2 separate regions of the Arachis hypogaea genome follow, and region 1 is linked to region 2. The links are chromatin contacts, called in public Hi-C maps. All regions are on one chromosome and are shown on one strand. Each heading gives the region's core, a stretch centred on a gene start, on an enhancer-like site or on the middle of the called end of the contact. The rest is flanking DNA. Distances are from core to core; before and after follow the strand shown. Region 1 holds the start of LOC112732432. Region 2 holds the start of LOC112735972.

Region 1 (4,927 bases), core at 810-3,309, 280 kb after region 2:
CATGGCACTATGTATAACCTTTAGTATATCAATTTATGTGTTATTAATATACATGTGCATAACAAAATTATTACCGTAAATATAATATAAATAGTAATTATATTATAATTATTGACAATTAGAATGATTAATAATTAATATAATTAGAATGATTGATAATTTGTTTAATTATTCATTAAATATTGATTTTTATATAATTATAAAAAAATATTTTCTTAAAATAAGATGAGAAGAAAGAGATGTTATTAATGTAAATATCATATAAATGTTAATTATGTATGATTAAAAATTAGTATAATTAGAATGATTGATAATAAAAATGATTGATAATTAGTATAATTATTTATTAAACACTAATTTTATATAACTACAAAAAAGTATACTTTTCTAAAATAAATTGAAGAAAGAGAGGTATGTATACTAACACCAAAATATATCATATCAATATTTTTGGTATTAGAATACTATCCGTTTTAAAAGAATATAATTATTTAGAAAGAAAAAAGATAGAACAAGTTTAATATCGTCTTATTTTTTACACTCCAAACACAAACATGAAACAAGCTTTACTAAAATCATAAAATGTATAGAAAAGTCAAAAGCCTAAGTGATAGTAAAATAGAGGGTTAAGTATGATTTGCTCCCTAAGGTAGGGGTTGAAAATTTTTTTCGTCCCGAATCTTTTTTTTTTTTTGCATTTCGAATTCGTCCCTAAGGTATAACTTGATTTTAAATTGTTATTCGAACCAAAATATCCCTTCCATTCTTCACCAAAATCCTCATTTTCTATTTTTATTTTTTTTCTCCATCACAGCATCATCTCTTTTTTTTTCTTCTTTTTCATCAAAGCATCAGCAACAATAAGAATGAAACAATGTAATAAACATAAAAAAAAAAAAAACAGAAATAGAAATAAAAAAATAAATCTGTATAATCTCCATCACTATCTCTCTCAACTCCAAAGAACAACAACAAAAGAAACTAAAGTAGAAGCAACTAGAAGCATCAACAACAACAATGAATAATAGAATCAGAATCAAAAACAGAAGAAACTGAAGCAAAATAACCATGGAAGCAGAATAGAATTAGAATCAACAATAATAATAGAATAAGAAATAATGTAATTAACAAAATCAATAAATTCACAAATAAAAAAATTTCACAATATAAATTAACAGAAGAATGAGCAATGTAATTGACAAAATCAACAAATCAAAAACAGAATTGGAACCATAGGGAGGACCAGCAGTGAGGACGCAAAGCAGTGGCAAGGACGCGAAGTACAGCAGCGAGTGACGAGAAGCAGCGACGACCAGCGAGGAGGAGGAGCAGAAATGGCGAGCGGCGTGCAACGTCCACCCTTACGGATCTGTTGGCGTCGACGTCCGTCCGTCCCTCGCCCTTCCCCTCGTCTGTCCCTCACCCTTTCTCTTCTCCCTTCTTTGTCTTCCCCTCTGACCTTCCCCCTTCTTCTTCTTCGGTTTTGCGCTTTTCCTTTTTCTCGTGTTTTCTTTTTTTTTTTATTTTATATTTTTTTAATTAGGAGTAGTTTAGTAATAAAAATTTAAATTTTGATAAAAAAGACGATTTTAAAATTAAGTTAAACTTTAGAGACATTTTATATACAAAAAAAAGTTAAAGATAAAAAAAATTTTAAACCTATACTTTAAGAATTAAAATTGTAATTAATCCTAAAATAGAAGAACACGTTTTTGGAATAGTGTCAAACTAATTGGAGTTGATTTGGAAGGTTATATCAATTAGAATAAACTGGAAAACCGCTAATAACTTCTATAAATTTTTGGTACTTCATGTGCCTATAAAACATATGTTATGGGAAATGAAATGTGTCGTCTTAGATGTTAAATTTGCATAAACTTATAGTCTAAATATTTAGAGGTGAGATTATTTATCTTGATCCAATATTCCATCCAGGGGGTGTAGCTCATATGGTAGAGCGCTCGCTTCGCATGCGAGAGGCACGGGGTTCGATTCCCCGCACCTCCATTTTATTATTCTGTTTAGATGCGAAAAGATCCAACGGCCGAAAAAGTTCGTTATCCAATTTTGCAGCACGGACTCTCACTCAAGTTTCACTCCCCACAAAAATCCTGACAGCCCCTCGTTCCTCATCTCATCATTGCATACCAACAAACAGCAACCCCCGCCCCCATAACCGCCACTTGCTTCGAAACCAACCTTAGCTTCGCACCGGTCCTTCTAGAAGATTCCCGTTATGACACTGAACTTGTGCTCTCCATGCTTCTCTCGCCTCCTCCTTCGTCACTCTTCTTCTCCGCTCAACAAACTCCCCGAAACCTGTGCAAACCACAGCTCCAACACTCTTCTTCCAACTCTCATCTTCTCCTCTTCTCCGTTTCTTCCCTTCACTTCCAACAACCTCTCCAGAGCTTCCCTTAGTGAAAGCCACAATGAGATTTCTCAGGATGCCGGCCAGCTCGACCACCACCAGCTCCTCCTCCGAGTCGCCGCCTCTGCCAAAGACGCCGATGATGCCTTGCTCATGATCGCACAGAACTCTTCAAGAAACGGAGGCGGCCTCGTTTCCGCTGACGATTCTTCCACCATCATCTCCGCCGCGCTTCAGCGGAACAATTCCGAGCTCGCGTTGTCCATTTTCTACGCCATGCGCGCAAGTCTCGATTCAGGTCACGAATGCTTCCATCGCTATATCTTTCTTTTCTTTAAGCTTAATTTCTCCTTTAATTTTAGCTCATTTCACACTGTATAGTATTATCCTTTAATTTCTTTTAACAATTAAAGAAGATGAAGTTCATGTTGCTGCTGAAACCTGAGAGGTTATTTTGCTGGAGAAGCTTTTTTATTGTGGTGTTGTTGTGTATTCATTGTGTCGGCTTTGCTTAGCGTTTAGCTGCTATTTAATGATACTTTCTTGCTTTATGATCAGTTGGCGGGAATGGACCTTTGGTTGAGGGATGGAAGTGGTCGAGGCCAAATGCACATGTATATACGATCTTGATTCAGGGTTTGGCGGCATCTCTGAGGGTTTCTGATGCCCTTAGGGTGCTCAAATATATCTGTGAGGTTGGGGTATCCCCTGGTGAGGAGGTATGGTTAAGCACTTATATCCTCCTTCTCGTCTTTCACTGCTTTATTTATGGTTCTGCATTCTTACTAATTTATACACGTGCATGTGATATATTCGGCTCTTGAATTTGTTTCAGTGATGTAAATTTCATTTATATATTGTTGTATATTCCTTTTATCTTATCACAGGTCCGATTTGGAAAGGTAGTGAGGTGTCCTAGTTGTCAGATAGCTGTTGCAGTTGCACAGCCACAACAAGGTATTCAGGTATCTCCATGTCAACTGTGAATTTATGATGCCCATAACCGGTTTTAGGGTACGGATGCAATCATTTTGAGTGGCAGACATATTGATGATTTCATTTGTTATTTGAATTATGATACGTGGTACTTGTATTATTGCTTTGATCAATACATGCAGACAGTTTCTTGATCCTTCTTTCTGTAGAGTAGAGATCTTGATGTTCTGTAAAATATACGGGCCCCAAATAATGGAATAAGTCAAGGACGAGTCAATATCTGTCTAATCACCAAATAAATTGTGTATCCATAGCACCCATGGGATCTGTGAAAACTAAAAAGGGCTACTAAAAATTCTTGCCAAACCTTCATGCCTGCTATGATGACATTAAGGCCAAACTTATATGACAAGAGCAAGTGAAGTAATGTTATGCTATATAGACCTTGGTTGACATCTGTCTTTTAGTCAAATTCTGGATAGATCTCGTATGATTACGACTCTTGATCTTTGTGATAGTTATAAGGTGTATATGGACATTTCTTCTGCAGATTGTATCTTGTTCAAAGTGTCGCTACCAGTATGAGCTTGTTTCAGGTGACATAGTTAGTATTCAGTCAGAAGAAATCAGGTTGGTATCGTCCTCTTATTTCTTTCCCTTTGATTTTACTTTTAGTTAGGATATATGTAACCTTTTTGTTGGATGATTTGAGTTTTTATAAACTTTTGTGTTTTCTATATTTGCTGCTCGAAGCACCATACATGAGCCATTCAATATCATCTTTTTTCTTCCCGTTTTATTTTTGGTATAATCAGTGTCTGAGTGTCTGTCTCTTAAGTTAATATAATGCTATGTATGTGCATGGTGTTGATCATGGAATATTCACTTTTTCTAAGGATCTCCTCCTGCCGAACGCAGCATGGACATTACAGCGTGGGAAAGGGGGTTAAGTTTCCTGAAAATGAAGAAGCAAAGCATTCCTGCGGCTGTTCACTCTATGGTGGTATATACCCTCCACTCACCTTTGAGTCTTTGACATCTAATGTTGGCGTCTTTCTCTGATTAATGCAAGAGTTGTAATCGAGGACCTATATATGACTTGTGTATAAGTTGGTTAGTCATCCGAGGGAAGCCATTTAAACAACAGACACCTTACCTATAGCTTCCATGAGATACAAATACATGCTCATTGTTCAAGTAGTAAAACTTTCACTGCAAACAATTATACTATGCAAAGGTTATTTTAATGCAAGATCTTTGTCATTTCAACATTTCTTTTCTTTTTATCTACTTCTTACAATGTTGCAAGCCTGTCACGAAAATATGTCATATGAAAGCAGGCTCTTAGATTTGAGAAACTAGTGCTTGAATTTCTTAATTTTTAAAATAAAATTTTGTTGCTATAATTCTTTTTATGATGATTCACTTCTATGTCTCTTTCCATCTATAACTTTCCTGCCATTTAGGTGCAAACCCCTTCTGGTATGGCTCGCACCCACAGATTTGCAACCGAGACGGTTGATGTTCCCGCACAAGAAGGTGAAAGGGTAACTGTTGCGGTGGCAGCTCCATTAAATGTATATAGAAAAGTGGGGCCCTTTAAATTTAGCCCAAGGGCCC
Region 2 (4,798 bases), core at 555-3,054:
TTGAACAAGAGCTTGAAAACATATTCTCCTAAACTTCTAATTATCTGGACTTAACGGGATATGTGACATATAATCCTTTTATATTTGGGTAATTAGGGTTTTTGTGGCATATAAACTAGAATTGAACTTCACCTTCTAATTGGAATTAAGTGACCAAGAAATTGGCGGTTGATGAATTTTAGGAGACTAAAAAGGTCTAAAAAATTAGGGTTTAGTCACATATAGTTTGTCATGAATTAAATCTTGCATGATTAAAATAGTTAGTAAGAAAAGTCAAACTTTTCTATTTGTCTAACTAAGCCAATCACTCAATCATTGTTGCTTGATCCATCAATTCTCGTGGGATCGACCCTCACTCACCTGAGGTATTACTTGGTACGACCTGGTGCACTTGCCGGTTAGTTTGTGGGTTATAAATTCCACACCAAGGCTCAGGATAGATCTCCTTCAGGCTAGGGACCTGAGTATTTTGTCAAATCTAAATAGTTAATATCTAATGTCAGCTTGGCAACACTGTATATCTAATAATGACATTCCAAAACTATTTCTTTGCACAGTTCACTTGGATGACGTATAGCTCTCACGACGTAGTGCAGGTGGTACACCCAGAGATACTTGAGCCTCGGCATATGGCATTATGGAGGAGCGTGACAACGTTGATATATTTTGTTGTCATAGACTGACACCAGGTAGATCGAATTCTTCCACAGTTTGGTGGAGTACAGCCTCTACCACGATCCTCAGGCAATTATGTCTGGCTCCACTACGTATACATTTAGTTATGTTTTTCTTTTGGATATTAGTCATAGTATTAGAACTTCTTTTTTTTTTTCTTTTTATATTCAAACACTCACTCACACTACATATTCACGTACAAAGGTCACATTCACAACTGAATTCAACCGGTCTAAAACATGGGTGTGGTCATTTCAAAAGTACGAGATATGTAATTAGTAGTTTAGTACAAACCTCTAACGACGGTTATAGTATTAGGTTTTTTTTTTACCACTATATTATTAGGTTATACGTTGGCTTCAGGGTTAGTTTGGATTGATTTTTGAAAAAAGTACTTATGTTTTTCATCCTTTTAAAAAAGATCTTTTTTAACAAACAAAAATTATTTCACATTTAGATAGAATTTTTAAAAAGAGTTTTTAAATATTAACGTCTTTTGCTTTTGTTTTTTAATAAAAATATTTTTTTTAAAAGACATATCCAAATAAATTTTAAATTAATAAAAGTACTTTATTTAAAAAAAAGTATTTTTTTTCACTAAAAAAGCCAATCTAAACTAGCACTCAATCTAGCTACAAAATACATTTCTTAATGTTTGGTCAATCATTTTGGAATGAAGTGGTATGGGTACATATTTGGACTTGAGTAAGGGCTTTGGAAGAAATAGGGACGAGTCCAAGATATCTTCTTATAATTAACTTAGCCCAATACTCGTGCTAGTTGTATGTGGTAATTACTTGTTGGGCCTTTGGCCCCTTTGTCTATAGAAAAAGGCAGTTTTTATTTTTACTAATAAGAATTGAATATGAATTTTGAGCTTGTAGGGTGGCCCAAGCTAAAAGCTTATTATAGCTGATTGGTGATTAGCTTAGAAACGTGACGTTCGGAGTTTATTGAATTGAATTGAAGAGATCAACAATTCAACATGATTTACGAAGACAGATTCGTTAGTAATAAGAAAATTAAGACATGGTTATTTTTGTAATTTTGATATGGCTAAGTGAAAAGTGATGTTAGTAGCCCCAAGACATGGATATTTTTATAATTTTGATATGGCTAAGTGAAAAGTGATGTTGGTAGCCCCCAGGTTTCATTACTTGATACATAGTTTGTCTTCGTACGTTGTCTTGTCTCTCTTCTCTCTTTCCCTCCATTTCTATCTGGATCCATAAGCCAAAGGTATTCACGTTGTCTTGTCTTGTCTCTCTCTCAATTGCCTCCGTCTTGATTCATATGCTCTCTTATTTCTTCTTTGATTTGAATATTTTGCTGTCTTAACATATACATTCATGAAAGCTCTAATATTTTACTTGCAAATTTCATGTTGCCCGATCTGGTCCACTGCTACCCGTACCCATTGGTTGTCGATCTGGATTGATTTGTTTGCTCGTTTGATGATTGCATGCCATCTATTTATTAAAATCACGCAACCAAACTCATCTAATTTGTGAATGATGACATTATCCATTGTCAATACAAGTATAATTGTGTTAATTGTCACTAATTTGCGCATGTATGTATTTGTATAATAAAATATTGTACATTCTAGTAGGAACTTCCGTTCTTAGCTACATTTTTACGTTCTTGCAACTCTTTCTCATGGTTGTGTAGGAGCTCGCCCCTGAAAACCTTGTTGGGCATACTAAGTTGGACTCAGTGAGGCACTTCTTTGCTCTGTTGAGCATGATATATACTGAAAAGTATTTTAAAATAAGTTTTATTGCTGTTGAGTACCTGATTCTGAACAAAATTACTGTTATTTTTTTTGCAGCCATGGGTGAAATGAATTGGATTCAGCGCAAGATCTTCCTCTACAATGTTACTTTTGGGCTTTATATGTTGGATTGGTGGGAACGCTGTACTTTCAGTATCCTCTATTGCAGTCTCTTTTACATGGCTTTTACCTTATTTACATTTTCTTTTTCTTTTTCTTTTTTTTTCTTTCCAAAAGTTATTTCAGAACAATATTCGACAAACAGCGCAAAGTTGAGTGCCTTGAATTCATGTGCAATCTTGTCTGTTGTGGTACTGCTTGTATATGTTCCTAAACTTTTCCAGATATTTTGCTGATTGTATTAATGTGGTTCGTGATACGATATGTTACTGAGTTTTTCAGGAGGTGAGTGCAATCCATTTTCTCTCTTCTAATATATATTTTAATTATTGTAAATTTACCTAGCCTTGCGAGATAGCCTTTTATTAAAAATTTAGCAAGTTAGTATCCATTTTTCACATATGCCTTTCGCCAGATTCGCAAGTAAATGTGGATTCTTTGTAAAGCAACCCCAGAAGCCCTTTAATATAAAATTACATTTAAAAAATGCTCTTCAAAATGATTTTATTGCTGAAGCTATACATAAATTGTTTTTGGTAACAATGCTAGCAGCCTTTTGCTACTTTCTTCAGTACTAGAAAGATTGCTCCTGCTCCACCAGTTTGACCAAATTGTGTAGTTACATTTTAATGGCAGGTATGTCTTCAAGCAGTATATGTAGATGATGACTTGAGAATTCATATTAGTTGCATTTGGTGTAGCTGACTAGGAAAATATCCTATAGCAGTTTGATATGAACTGACTTTGGAGTTTCTTCAAGCTGCCAACAGAAATTGCGCATCTCATGCTTGTTGTGCACCATCGTTAATTTTATATTTTTGACATTTGCTTGCTTGTTAAATTGTATTATGTTGGATGATAATTGCATTACTACGTTGTAACAATTTTTTTTTTTTTGAGAATTTTTACTATTGTGTTTGTACTATTGAAAATTCAAAATGTGAGATCCTCTTTAAAGCCATAGAAGGTTTCATTAAAGACCCATATTTAAAATGTATCAAGCGACTGAAGCTAACGAAATTTGTTTTGATCTCATAAGATTTTCTTTCTAAATTGAAGACAGCTTAAAGAGAAAATCAAAAGGAAGTCTACAGAATTTAGTTTGCTTTTTTGTTGTCCCTAACAAATAAATTACTGCATACATAAGTGTATCATCAAGCTGACCAAACCAAGTTCGTTATTTAGTTTATTTAATTAGTTGTTGTTGTTTTTTCAATTATTATTATAAAAAAGAAAATATCAAAGCCATGAAAGCATATACATTCTCCTCTTTGGGGCAATTTTGTCAGGTTGGGAACTACTTGTGCAGCAAGGTTTACCTTTTTAAATTTTAAACATGCATACAAAAAAAAAAAAACTATTTGATTTGAAAATTGAAGCTTGCATTTTGGGTGTTTATTAAATAAGAGAAGATTTTAATTGGTAAAATCACTTCGGATTTGGTTCCAAATGCTTTTAACGTATAGCAAGATTTTTTTATTTAATTAAGCATTCTAAAAAGAGCAATAACTAAGAGTTTTAATTTATCCTTTAAATTATTCTCTTGATGTTTAAATAAATAAAAATTTAAAAAGATAATTTTTTTTAAAAATTATTTAAAAGTTAAAAGAATAATCAGGAGAATAAATTATGACTTTTAATAATTTTTCTTCTAAATATATGATTTAACTCAGAAAAAACTCAATTGAAGAGTGCATTTGTCTTGTAATTGGTAAACAAGGAACTTGATTCCTATTTAAACTAAGTTTGTTATGACATGATTTATTTGAAAACTTCTATCACAAAAGCGAGTTAAAAAACAAAAAGGTAGGGCTGCACATAGATCGGATAATATCCACATATCTGCGATAATTATCCGTATCTGATCCGAATTTTGCAGATATTATCCGATCCGCACTATGGTAGGATCGGATTGCGGATTTAAAAGTGATATCCGCGGATTCGATCTGCAAATCTGCATATCCACACGTCTCATATAAATAGCATAGTTTAAGAAAGTAAACCCTAATGTAATATGAATTTTAGTGTGTTGTTTTATGAATTTTATGATATCTTGTTTTTAATTTTTTATGTTGTACTTCAACTTAAAATAATTAAACTTAAATCTTGTGTTATTATTTTTTTTTGGTTATTCAAGAGAACTTTTATTGATAATATTTTATGAGTAAATAGGCTCAAACAGGTGAAAAATGAATGGTTAATATGATAGCAGAGTGAAAGAAATGAAAC

What was found. Hi-C and Micro-C count contacts between places; a contact is called where the count stands out from the background.
Region 1: a contact with region 2 is called in a Hi-C map of leaf, with 1.7 times the contacts expected there. The contact joins the promoter of LOC112732432 here to the promoter of LOC112735972 in region 2. A contact is called at or near these places in 2 of 8 Hi-C or Micro-C datasets (both in leaf).

What each region holds. Positions count from the first base shown.
Region 1 is chr13:100,365,818-100,370,744 of arahy.Tifrunner.gnm2.J5K5, forward strand. LOC112732432 reads left to right here and starts at 2,060. Exons shown (of 11, transcript XM_072212166.1): 1 at 2,060-2,669; 2 at 2,930-3,090; 3 at 3,259-3,328; 4 at 4,204-4,310; 5 at 4,774-4,927. The coding sequence starts at 2,237. It overlaps TRNAA-CGC (transfer RNA alanine (anticodon CGC)), which reads left to right and starts at 1,935; the gene lies at 1,935-2,007.
Region 2 is chr13:100,086,956-100,091,753 of arahy.Tifrunner.gnm2.J5K5, forward strand. LOC112735972 reads left to right here and starts at 1,805. Exons shown (of 4, transcript XM_025785368.3): 1 at 1,805-1,914; 2 at 2,507-2,602; 3 at 2,794-2,854; 4 at 3,206-3,530. The coding sequence starts at 2,509. The coding sequence ends at 3,230.